Linked DNA regions of Mus musculus: region 2 is linked to region 1. The links are chromatin contacts, called in public HiChIP or PLAC-seq maps. All regions are on one chromosome and are shown on one strand. The core of a region is the stretch at or near the end of the contact, and the rest is flanking DNA. Distances in the headings are between cores, read along the strand shown. Region 1 holds the start of Inf2 (inverted formin, FH2 and WH2 domain containing). Region 2 holds the start of Ahnak2 (AHNAK nucleoprotein 2).

What was found. HiChIP or PLAC-seq counts read pairs in DNA pulled down with a chosen protein or histone mark.
Region 2: a contact with region 1 is called in a FOXA1 HiChIP or PLAC-seq map of pancreatic cancer cells. The contact joins the promoter of Ahnak2 here to the promoter of Inf2 in region 1. A contact is called at or near these places in 1 of 39 promoter capture datasets (neural stem cells) and 1 of 115 datasets of contacts at active chromatin or transcription factors (pancreatic cancer cells).

Annotation. Positions count from the first base shown.
Region 1 is chr12:112,584,245-112,590,091 of GRCm38.p6, reverse strand. It overlaps Inf2 (inverted formin, FH2 and WH2 domain containing), which reads right to left and starts at 1,308. Exons shown (of 23, transcript NM_198411.2): 1 at 1,197-1,308.
Region 2 is chr12:112,793,507-112,799,796 of GRCm38.p6, reverse strand. It overlaps Ahnak2 (AHNAK nucleoprotein 2), which reads left to right and starts at 4,055. Exons shown (of 10, transcript NM_001378499.1): 1 at 4,055-4,184.

The sequences.
Region 1 (5,847 bases), core at 59-2,558:
GGTAGAAGGTGAACGAGTCTATTTAAGGTAGGTGCTTTCAGGTCTCAGCACAGCGAGATGGGTGCAATTAGCTAGACAGCCATCAGCACCCCCACAAAATGAGGGGCCTCAGCTGGAGGTTAACCCCTCAGGAGCAGAACCCTTGCCAACAGCCTGCTTGGGTACCAGGGAGGGAAGCTTAGAGACCGCCAGGAAAAGGTAGGAAGGCAGAGCCAGGCAGGGCAACTCCTACCTGGTCCTAGGGGGACCCCCAGCTAGGTCAACTTGCACAGCTGCTCCCCAACCAATGGGTTGGGACAGGGAGAAGCCTTAGTCTCCAGCCTTGGAACAAACACCTTTTTTTTTTTTTTTTTTTTTTTTTTGCTCTAGGGGTTACAGTGTCTGCTTCCCAAATGCCCCCTGCCCTGGGTGACACCCTGAAGGGATACAGTCTGAGACACTCTCCTCACCCTTCAAGTTTAGAGAAGGAATTGAGGCCCAGAGAGGACGGGTAAGGAGGGACTTCCCAACTCTGGCTTCGACCCGGGCGTGCAAGCTTTAGAGTGGGTGCACTGACCTGGAGCCCAAGGCAGGAAGGAGCAGGGTCATTTTTGCCGCTGACTCCTGGTGTGTCCAACCTGTCACCGTGTGCCACCGGGCACTGAGCGGTTAGAAGACGGGACACACGGGCCCATAGACGGCTCTCCATCCCATAGTCCTCTAGGGAGTCCACCAAAGCATAGTTGGGCTTTCTGCTAAGATCACCTTCATTCCCAGCGTCCTTGCCCAGGAGGAGGGTAGACAGGGGTAGCCACAAGAAACAGAGCTGTGTCACTCTCTCAGGTCTGCCTTAGCCCACCGGCGGCGGGCATCTTTAGAAGCTAGCTGTCAGGGCGGGGCCGCAAGCTCGCCCTGTGCTATCCCGGAGGCGGACCTCCAGTTGAAGTTTATTTTCTCAACTGTGGCTGATTCATGGTCAGGATGTGGTAGCCGCAAGGTGGGGGAACTCCTCCAGTCCGACCCGGAGCAAACACCCTATGAGCAGTGAGCATCATCTCCATATCAGCCCGTAGTCGAGGGCCAAGAGCGCGGGACCAGGTTCTTGGCCACCTTGGTGCACACGCGGCAGTCCGCTCCTCAACCCCAACCATTTCCCTCACTGCCCCCAGACTCGGTTTCCCTCTGCGTTCCAGGCTAGCCCGAAGCCGCGGACTTACCGGGTGGGGGTACAGCCGAGAGATGGTGCAGAGTGCTGTGTCCCGGCGCCGGAGCGTCTGGGGCTGCGGGCGGCGGCCTCGCGGCTGCTTTCCGCACAGTCTAACCGCGCTCGCGGGCCGGGCGGGGCTGGAGGGAGGAAGGGGAGGTGCGGCCCCACCCGGCGGCGGCCACGTGGGGGGCGGTGCTGCCCGGGGCGGGGCGGGGTGGGGTCTCCAAGGAAGCCCTGCCCACCCGGGTCTGGCATCTCTGCGGGGGCGGAGAGATGAAAAGGAATGGGACATTCCGGGACTCTCTAGAGACCTGCTGGGAATGGCCCTTTTGCCTCCGACCTCACTGTCAGTTCCCGCCCAGGCTCCCTAGCACGTTCCTTATCTCTCCCCTACGCTGGCCATCTGGTGGACTCACGAGTTGGTCAGGTTCTCCACCACCTCTGGTCCAGCTCTGCCTCCCACACGGGAGCCCTGCTGTAGGCTGCTGATCTTGAGAGTCCTCCGATGTCCCTACCTTCATCCTTTTTTCACTGGAGGTAGCTATTTCCAGTTTCTAGCTCTGTCCTGAGGACCTGCTGAAGTGCTCTCCCTGGCCCTAGCCTGGGCTGTGCGCCCTCAGTTTCTCCAGCTTGAAGTTGTACCTTTAAAAGGTTTATGAACGTGAATAAAGGGTCTCCACTTACTTGAGCCTTGAATCTTCCAAGCTGGGTGGAGGGCATGTGGCGGGTGGGCAGAGTGAAGGGCTCTGGATCTCCTGTAGCCATTCTATCCTGGACACAGCATCATGCTTGGGGGTTTATGTGCTCTTCTGCCACATGGGATTAAGCACAGCCTTGGCTGCCTGTAAATGTCCATCTCAGTATTCTGTGCCCCCTGCTCGGCCCTATCATCTCAAGCGCAGGGCCAAAAGCAACCTTTGATAGCTAGCCAGTGTTGGGATGGCCCCAAAGTGCTTGGTGTGCACCGCCAAGGCAGGTGCTGACTGGCTCTTGGACACTGCCCAGCCTGGGATGTAAGTCTTGGCCGTTCCTGTAGTGGGACTCAGCTGTTCTTAGAATGCACAGTCCCTGCAGCCACCAAATGAGCCACTCAGCCCCACTAACGCTCAGCACAGAGACCTTCTGTCTGGGCTGCAATTCTGGTTACCCAACATCACCTAGGTCTGGTGGCTCCTTCTGGGAAGGGGTCAGCAAGGTTTACTCACTCTGTCCTGGGCCTTTGGTCAGAGGGTGTGTTTATTTACCCAAAAGGAGGAATGTGACTATGGCCCCAGCCTGGAGGACTGTTGGCCTCAGCCTGTCACCATCCCTCATTCCCTCATCCCCCCATGAGACCGCAGTGGCTGTGTTTGGGAACTGTGTCATCTTTCCAGGTTCTTCTGCAGTGGCCCTGAGGGAGGTGCGGCCCTGTTGGAGCTGTTCCTCAGGGTCAGGCCAAGCCATGAGAGGCCAGAGCAGGATGAAGCGGGCAGAGTAGCTAGTTGGTAGCTGGGGTCAGGGTTCAGAGATCTGGCAGTTTGTGGCTCTGGATGCTGCAGGAGTGGGAGTTTCCCTTGAACCTCAGCTTGGGCTCTCTGTGGCCACAGAAGTGACGTTTCTGCTTCAGGAGCGTCACCTGCCTGAGTGCGGTGGCTGTTCTCGGGCCTTTCCCATTTCCTTTTTTGATTGTTTTGTGAGTTGTTGCACTACATAGCTTAGAAATATCGATTCTCCTGTCGCAGCCCTTGGAAAGTAATAGGATTGCAGGATTGTGCTACCATAGTGTTTCTCTCTCTCTCTTTCTCTGTCTCTCTCTGTGTGTCTCTGTGTCTCTTTGTCTCTGTTGGTTCACTGTCTCTGTGTCTGTCCCTCTATATCTCTGTGTCTGTCTCTCTCTCTCTCTCTCTCTATGTCTTTGTGTCTGTCTCTGTCTCTCGTCTCTGTCTGCCTCTCTGTCTCTTTCTCTCTGTGTGTCTCTCTCTGTGTCTCTGTCTCTCTATGTCTCTATGTTTCTCTCTGTCTGCCTCTCTGTCTTTTTCTATCTCTGTCTCTCTCTGTGTCTCTGTCTGCTTGTCTTTGTCTTTCTCTGTGTCTCTGTGTCTGTTTTTGTGTCTTTGTCTCTGACTCTCTGTGTCTCTGTGTCTCTGTGTCTATGTCTGTCTCTCTGTCTCTGTCTGCCTCTCTGTCTCTTTCTCTCTGTGAGTCTTTCTCTCTGTCTCTCTCTGCTTGTTCTTTCTCTACTCCTCTGTCACCCTCGGGTGCATTACCAAAGTGGCCTCAGAAATGTGCTTTCTCTGGCCATACCCAGCACACTGGGCCCCAAATGGCTTTCTTTCTAGTAACCATAGCTATGGGCAGCACAAATTCTGGAGTGTGAGTCTGTCCTCACAGCTGGAAGTACACACAGGGCTCCTCGAAGCTTAACACTAGATGCCTACAGACATGCAGGTCTGCACCAGCCACCCATGACCTGGGCTGACTGCACACTCAGGTAGAGTCCCACACACCTGCCCACACTGAGAGTGTGCCCCATGTGGACATGTTGGGGCCTCCACCTGAGGAGAGCTCACTACTGCTTCATCAAGAACCAGAGACTGGCTGTGATCAGAGCAAGGGCGGAGCAGACCTCAGTACTGCCAGCTTGAGCTTCTCTGGGAACAAAGCAAGCAGGCGTGGGTGTTTCCAAAGAGAACGCTTCCAGCTGGGTGGAATGGTTGGCCTGGTGTACAAAGCCCAGACAAACAGCAGGTATAGCAGGTGACTCCTTACAGTCAGAGGGGGTACTTCATTCAGGCTGGGACTCCAAGAAGCAGCAGACTAGGTTTCATTTCCTCTGTCATTTGTGTTCCTTTTTATCTTTTGCTCTTGGAAACTGTTTCTTTTCTCTTCCTCCTGGGTTCACTGAGACCCCTTCTGATGGTGTGATAGAAGAAGTAAAAGCATATCCACGCACCACTCCTCTACCCACCGGCCTTGAACGGGTGTCTGAGAAAGACAAGAGCAGCCGAGTTACCTTGGCATGAGTGAAACGGCTCTCATTGGTTCTAGCCCCAAGCCCATACCCTGACTATGACTGTGTTGTACAGCCCTCGAAGGCCTCCATGCCCCTCACAGCATCCCTTCGCAACCCCCCTTTCTCTTGTGTCTCCATGAATGCTCAGAGACTCCCTAAGTGCTTGTTGCAGAAGATAGACACTAGAGAGGACCCATCCCTTACCCAAGGGGGGTCAGGTTGGAACAAGGACCAAGCACCTGCTTTGAAAAGGCACAATGAACAGTTTGGTTGGTCAAGGACTTAGGTCAGAAGAGAGCTCTATCCTGTTTGGATATTGCACAACACATCAGAGCATTATCTGAGATCTGCGGATTCTGTGTTCGTGAATATGCCTACTCACTGAAATCTATCTGCAGCCCTAAGATCAATACCGGATGTACATTTGCAGCCCTTCACAGGCACATATTCATCGAGAAAGTCGGGCTCACAGATGGATGGGTGGAGGTTCTCCCCATCTCTTTAGCGCATGATCTTGCATTTGGGCTTCTTATTGGTGATCTTACCAAAGTGAGCAGAGCTGTAAGCTCCAAAAGGCCCTATTGTGCCTTGTGAAGAGAACATGTGTGGTCCATGTATGAGTTCTGGTGCTGCAGTCCAGAGTCGGTGTCAATGAAGCAGCAACACATTAAACAGGGCATGTGGAAGACGTTACCAGAGGCTCTCAGGCACCTATGCTCGTATCTCCTCAGCAGCACAGCTCAGCCTTTGTTAGTCACACCTGGCCGATGGCCCATAGCAGAGACACGTCAGCCTTTATTATGTCAGTAGCTTTATGGAACATAGGGACTAATAAAACAATGTATGTATTCAGCTGATTGTTTTATAGCATGGCAAGTTTTCGTTCTTATCCACCCTGGAGCCGCCAGCCAGGAAACACTTGAGACCCCTCAAAATTTCACTGTGTATTCTCAGCCCCCACATTTGCACCCCTGGAGACGAGGTCATTCCTCCTCTTGCCTGTTCAGTTTCAGATTTTCTTTTTTGGCCAGGGTTAGAATTTTATAGCACATCCACCCTTGCAATTCTACAGAAACCTTTGGCTCATTAGTGCTTTCCTGTATTTCTAACTTGTTCACACCCACACTTACACACACCCTTACAAACACACATACTCACGAACACACACTCACAACATACACTTAAACACTCACACACATATACACACTCACATTCACACATGCTCACATGCACACACTCACACACACTGGAACACACATACACTTATACTCATATTCACACACTCATACACACTCACACACATACACACACTCATACACATACACACATTCACATACACTCACACACATGTATTTTTTGAGAACTTCACATACAAGCACTACGTCTATAACACTCCTGCCCCTTGTTCCCCCCACTAACTCTTCACTAGTTTCCCCAAAATTCATGATCCCTTCTTTGATTTATTGTTACACACACACACACACACACACACACACACGCACATATGCATATGTGTATGTATAACCTACTGAGTTCATTTAAAATATGCTTATTCTATTTTACTTTACATGTGTGGATATTTTTGTTTGCATGTATGTCTGTGCACCATGTGCAGGAAGTGCTTGCAGAGGCCAGAAGAGTGTTTCAGATCACCTGCCAGAGTTACAAA
Region 2 (6,290 bases), core at 2,806-5,305, 210 kb before region 1:
TTGAGGGAAGTGAGGGCAAAAGCGGATGTTGGGGGCTCTCTCTCTCTCACTCTTTTGCTCTCTCGCTCGCTCTCTCGCTCTCTCTTGTGCTCTCAGTCTCTCACACACATTCTCTCTTGCCCTCTCTCACTCTCGCTGTCTGTCTGTCTGTCTATTTTCAAGACAAGGGTTTCTCTGCATAGCCTCGGCTTTTCTGGAACTTATTCTGTAGACCAGGCTGGCCTTGAGTTCAGAGATTTCCCCCTGCCCCTGCTGGGATCATAGAACTGGGATTAAAGGTGTGCATCTCCACTGCCCAGTAAGGCTCTTTATTTGGATGGGTTAGGTGACAGAACAGGCTTCATTCTGCTCTCTCCAAGCCACAGGCTGCATCTGCTGTTATCAGCCAAGAAAGCATGAGTGTAGACAGGAAGACGGAACCGGCAGATCCTCTAGCTTCCTAACCTCCTGGGCCCTGGCGGCTGTGCCCACCTCCACCTGGGAAGGCCTAGTCATTGCCCCTGCTGGGAGCATTTTACTCCAGCCCTCTGTGTCCTCCCTTCTGTGACCTCCTCCACACCCTATACTGAAGCTGTTTGTGTTTCAGGTGCAGCTTGGGTCGGCTTGGCTAGGGAGGAGAGGTTCTAGCCGTGGCAGAGAGAGTGAGACGCTTATCTTACCTGGGCATCACTACCACCCAGGAGCAAAACGCCAAGATCTCACCAGCTTTGATCCCTGCCCAAGAGGAGGAGGCAGATCCTGCACTCAGGGATGGTGTCAGGTCTGAGTGATGTCCACTCATCCCTGCCTGCCCACTTAGTGAGAGCTGCTACCACTATAGCCAAGAGGTCCCAAAACGCTGGGGAGAGAGCAGACAGTGGCCTGGATACATGGAGGAGCCACGGAGGGCTCAAAATCCATGAGGAGGGAGACCACAGGGCAGCAGTAACTACGTTCACCAGGCTGGATCTGCGTAGGGGACAGGGGCTGGGGAAATGGAGTTGGACAGAAGGAAGAATGTATCTGTGAGTTTGGACCAGAGTCATAGGTGGAAACATTGAACTCCCAATTTTGGACCCCATTCTAAGGGAAGCTGCTGTCCTGCGAAGGGCATTTCTCTTCCTGTTCTCTGCCTCTGTCTCTGGGTTTCCCTTTATTTTTATTTATTTTTATTTTTTTATTTTTTGGAAGTCACAGGCCAAGGGAGCCAAGGCCTGCCTTGCTGGGATAAATATTTAATAGTCAGAAGCACTTTCTCAGACGGAAAATTGGATTGGGGCCCAGGAGGCCTGGGGCGGGAGGCTGTGTTCCCCACTCCCCACACCCCACACATGGCAGAAACACTTCCAGCCGCTCCTGCCACGGGCTGTGAGCTCCTCCCTGGCCAGCACGCTGCAGTGCACACCTGGCCCCAACCTGTACATGTGAGAACAGAGGACAGAGCTGAGGTCACTCTCCAGGGTCCTGGCTGTGAACTTAGTCCTTTTATCCCAATGGTGGGCAGAGTGGCTGGGTGTTGTGAGGCAGTCGGAAAGGGACCTCGAGTCACTTTCCTGACCCAGTAAGATGCAGGCAGCAAGGGTTCCACACAGCTCAGGGCCTCACCCGGACTCTTCCACAGCTTGTCATCTGCCCCTTAGGGGCTGCCCCACACTGAGATTTGCAACTGCAGGTGACTCAGCCCTTCCCAGTGGAGTCTGCCCCCCCCCCCCGCTTGCTGCAGAGTGGAGGACCGGACCGAGCAGAAGCTAGCATGCAGGCAGTGCAGTCCAGTTGCCCTGTCCCTCCCCGTGCCTTCTTGGATCCTCTAGTGGCCCTTGTTTCCTGAGAGCTGGACCCTCTGTAGGAGGAAGAAAGGCAGCCTGTCACAGATGCCTGGCTGCCAGCCCACTATTGGGTGGCTCCTTCACTGGCAGGCCTTGCTAGAGGGTGGGCGGGTGGCAGAGCACCCAGGCCGTGCTGTGACGCATCCCCTGGGAATGCCCTCAGCTGAGTCACTAGCAGCTGCCCCCAGCCCCACCCGGTCTCGTCACTGTCACTGCCAAGTTCCCATGTTGTTAAAGAGCTGGGCTGGGGGGGGGTGGGGTCCTGGCAGCTTCCAGCAGGACTTGTGTGTGCAGTGGGCGTCGCTCGACACATCCAGACACCTGGGTCTGTGACTCAGCAGATGTCCAATGCCCTCCACAGACTCAACCTGACCACTGGGTCTGCTACGTGGAATCAAGGATTGATCAGGGTGTGTGGGCATCCTTAGGATCTGAGGTAGGCAAAGCCTGCTGAGAGTCGAGTGAGCGAGCCCCTCTGGGTTGGATATGGGCAAGAGGCAGCTCATGAGGCCCCCTAGAATCGCAGTTCCAACTCTTCTTCCCTACTGTCAACCGTCCCCAAGCCCTGTCGTCTGTCCCCAAGCCATCCATCCGTGCAGCAGTATGGTGCACCTTAGCTAGGAGCTTGGGGTGGAGGTGATCATGGGTCCTCAGGTGGGTGGGGCAAGGGACAGAAGAGGAAGGGGGGAGTCAGAACTGTGGGGCTCACAGGTAGAGGGGCTGATGGGATGGATGACCTGGCTCAGGAGAACCCAGTGGCAGCAGGGGAGCTCCAGGACAGCATTCTCCCCCCTCACTCCATCTCCAGCTCCCGGACAGCATTCTCTCCACCCCCACCCCCCCACCTCCGGCTCCCTGATGACTCAGCCAGCCTCACTCCACCTAGAGCTGACAGTTTGGTTTGGTTTGGTGTCAGGCAGTAAACAGAGTTCCCAGGTGAGAGCTGTCTTGGGGGTGGGGCCGTGGAGCGGGAGGTGGGGAGCTGGCCTGGCTTGTGCCCTGTAAATAGAGTTGTTTTCTCCATCCATGACCGTTAGGTTTTCAGGCCAAGGTTGGGGGAAGGAAGCCTGTCCGGACTGAGGCTGTCCCTGAAGCCTCTTTGCCCACCAGTGACCCCTGCCTTCTCCCGTCCTTGGGGCTCTCTGAGGTGGCCTCACTTGCCTCTTCCAGTGGCTCTCATTTCTGGCCTGTTATGCCGATCTGGGATCTGGTGTGTTTCTAAGGGCTGCCCTTGTTGACCGTTCCCTGTCCTCGACCCCTTAGCCTTAGCTGTGCGTGCAAGCCTGCTGTAGCCTGTCCACAGGTGCAGGTGCCCAGAGCCGGCACTGGGATCCCAAACAGCGACAGCTAGTACACCCAGTGGTTCCTGCCTGGGTCTGCTGGCCACCTAGAGCTAGCAGGGGCTGAGAGTGGAGCTGGTCTGAGGGGAGAGGGAACAGAGCTGAGCAATGGGAGCCTTGAGGGCTGAAGCCCAAGGATGCATGCAGGCTTCTCATCCACCACTAATCTCTAAATAATAAGGGTACAAGGGAAGCACAAATGTCAGTTTCCAGTTCCAGCTACACCTATTTTATGCAGTACCATTCACAGCAGCTCAGGTTCAGGAGACATCATTTGCCAGAGGGTTAGGTAGGAAGGTGTTGTGTTGGTTAAATGGTGTGTGTGTGTGTGTGTGTGTGTGTGTGTGTGTGTGTGTGTGTGTGTGTTTTAAAGACAGGATCTCACCGTGTAGCTCTGACTGTTCTAGGATTTGCTATGAGGACCAGGCAACTCTCAAAATCACAGAGATCTGCCTGTCTCTGTCTCCCAGGTGTGAACCACCACACCCAGCCCCCTTCTCTTTCTAGAACCCCCAGCCACCACAAGGGAAACTGAGACCCAAGGCTTGAGAATGGGAGAACCTGCTTCATATCTGCGTATCCACACAAAAGGCGGCTGCTTACACAGTAACTGGCTGGGGTAGTGGTTGTGAGTCAGACAGCAGGCGTTTCCTCTTCAGGTCAGCTGCCTGAGCTGGTGGGGGTTGGGGAGCTGGGGTGGGGTCCCTGGCTCCCAGAGATGGAATGGAGCATGTGAGGGGAACCACCCACTCCCTCTGGTAGGGTGTGTGTGTGTGTTTGTGTGTGTGTGCGCGCGCGCGCGCGTGCGCTCGCTGGAGGGGGGGTTGGACGGGCTCTTAGCCTGGCTGAAGACATGGGAGGAGGGACAGTGAGAGGAGGGACTGTGGAGGGGAGGATCTGGTGGGAGGTAGCCGGCCCAGGATCTCTTCTAGACAAGTTTGGGAACGTGTCCTCTTCGGAGAAGTGGCTGCACCCCTTCTGCACCCTGTCCCCTCCTGGGCTCAGCCCTGCAGCACCTGCCCCTCTCACCACTCAGCAGGTCAGAGGGGGCCCGATGGGCAGCCAGCAAGGGAGGCCTCAGGGGCAGAGCTGGGCCGGGCATCTTCCTGCTGATGTTGAAGGATGGGGGGTGTCAGTTCTTTGTGGCTCCAAGTAACTTGTGCCAGGGCCAGCCAGGCTGGGTTGGGAAAAACGCTAACAAGGAACTGTCTGAGGGCTCGGGACTAAGAAGGCCTGGAGCAGTACCTCCCGGTTTGCACTGCAGGCTGTGGGCTGCCACAGAACTCCCAGTGTCCGAGCCGTGCCGCTGTCTGGTGTAGGTAGTAGCTTTTGTTTGGAGGAAGCCTAAGTTGTGAGGGACCTTGGTGCCAAAGGGACCAAATAGCTATTTTAGTAGCAGGATCCAGAACCGCAAGGTTGGGTCTTGTGGCTCAGGGAGAGGTCCCCAGATTTTGTCTACTGATCTGGTTTGATGTACAAAAGCCTGGGGTGGCCATAGAAGTTGGCTCAGACAACAGCCAACTTGCTTACTGGGGGTATCCAAGATGGGACTGGAGTTGTGGACTACCTACGTTGGGTCACACTGTCCCTGGTGTCCAGAATTTTGTCCTTTTACTCAACAGAGTGGGGTGGCTGGTCTGTTCTTGGGTGGTTGAGGGTGTGGCGGCTTCTGCTGGCTTCTGAGTCTTTGGGGGTTGATGGGCTTAGTATATTTCTTGTGTCTCAGATTCTCCAGATACAGCGGCTGGCCTGGGCCCACCTACTGGTCCTTTGCATCTCTTTCTAAGTGTCTGGGCAGGGGTGCTCATTGCCGTTTTATTTTGATTTTTGAGGCAGGTTCTTTCTCAAATAGCCTGCACTGGCTCTGAGCTCACTGTGCAGCTCTGACCGACCAGCCCTGAGTTTCCTGTCATCTTGGCTCTGCCTCTCGAGTGCCGGGATTAATGGCCACAAGTTGCCACAGGAGTTTTGACCACTTCATTTTCTTTCCCTTCCTTAGCCATTTCTTGTACTAGTGCTCATTGTGTATCAAGCTCCCTCCAAGTCCTTGGGAGATGTAGAGACAATCGGCAGGACTGCCTCACTGCCCGCTTGTTTGCCTGGGGGTGGGGGGAGGGGCGCAGAGCAGCCTATGAAATGTCCCACATGGGAGAGGGCCTAGGCACAGGGAGAAGCAGTGAGCTGAGGCAGGGGGAGAGGTCTTGCAGAGGTGATTCCAGGAAGCTTGTTTTAAGAAAGAAAAATGTGAACATTTTCCTGGGCCAGGCTGGTCTATACGGGGAAGAGTTCTGGCCCTGGACCAGGTGGCTCAGCCCTTCGGAGCTGGCTCTCTTCCTAGTCTCGGTCTTATCTCCAGAAGCACTGGGGGATGGAGTGGGCAGGCCCGCCACTGCCTGGGGTGTTGCTCCACAAGGTCTGAAAGTCTCATGACAGTCATCCCAGCTTAGCACTTGCTTTGTGAAGTTCCAGGACTGGGCGAGGCCTGAGGACATGCAAGGTGGGGTGCATGCGAGCTCATGAAGATGCAAGGATCCCAATCTGAAAGCAGAGGCCTTCCCAGTGTGAGCCTGCCCTGGGCCCTAACTGCCACTGCTTCATATTGGGCTGTTGCTGTAAGCTCAGAGGGGCACCCCTGGCCAGACACGTCTATACATGTCTCGGGCTACTGGACAGCTGTGGATCTCTCAGCCAGTTTTCTCAATGTCCTGGTAACATGCAAATACGCCCTCCGAAACAGGCCCCACCTGGAAGTCAAAGCAGTCTGAATGCAAACTCTAGTTTTGTTTAAGTGAATGTCCCACCCTGCCTCCATGGCCCTGCTGTCGGTCCTCAACAGAGAGGTGACCATGGATGGTGGGGGCAGCGTGCCTTTCTGTGGAGCCCCTGCCTCCCTCCCTTACTGTCCCCCAGGCTGACATGTTCACCTCTACCATAAAACAGCCCAGTTCCTGGAACTCCAACTTCTCCAAACCGGGGGCCTCCACCATGGCACCCCCACCGTACCCCTACCCAGCCCCACCATGCCCTGAGTGCAGGTTTGTGCCTGTAGGAGTGGGGTGCTAACGGCAATGTTTGGGACTGAGCGAAGGGTTTGTGGTGTTGAGGAGGGACCAGGGAATTTGGGGGGAATATCAGGTGACAGTGG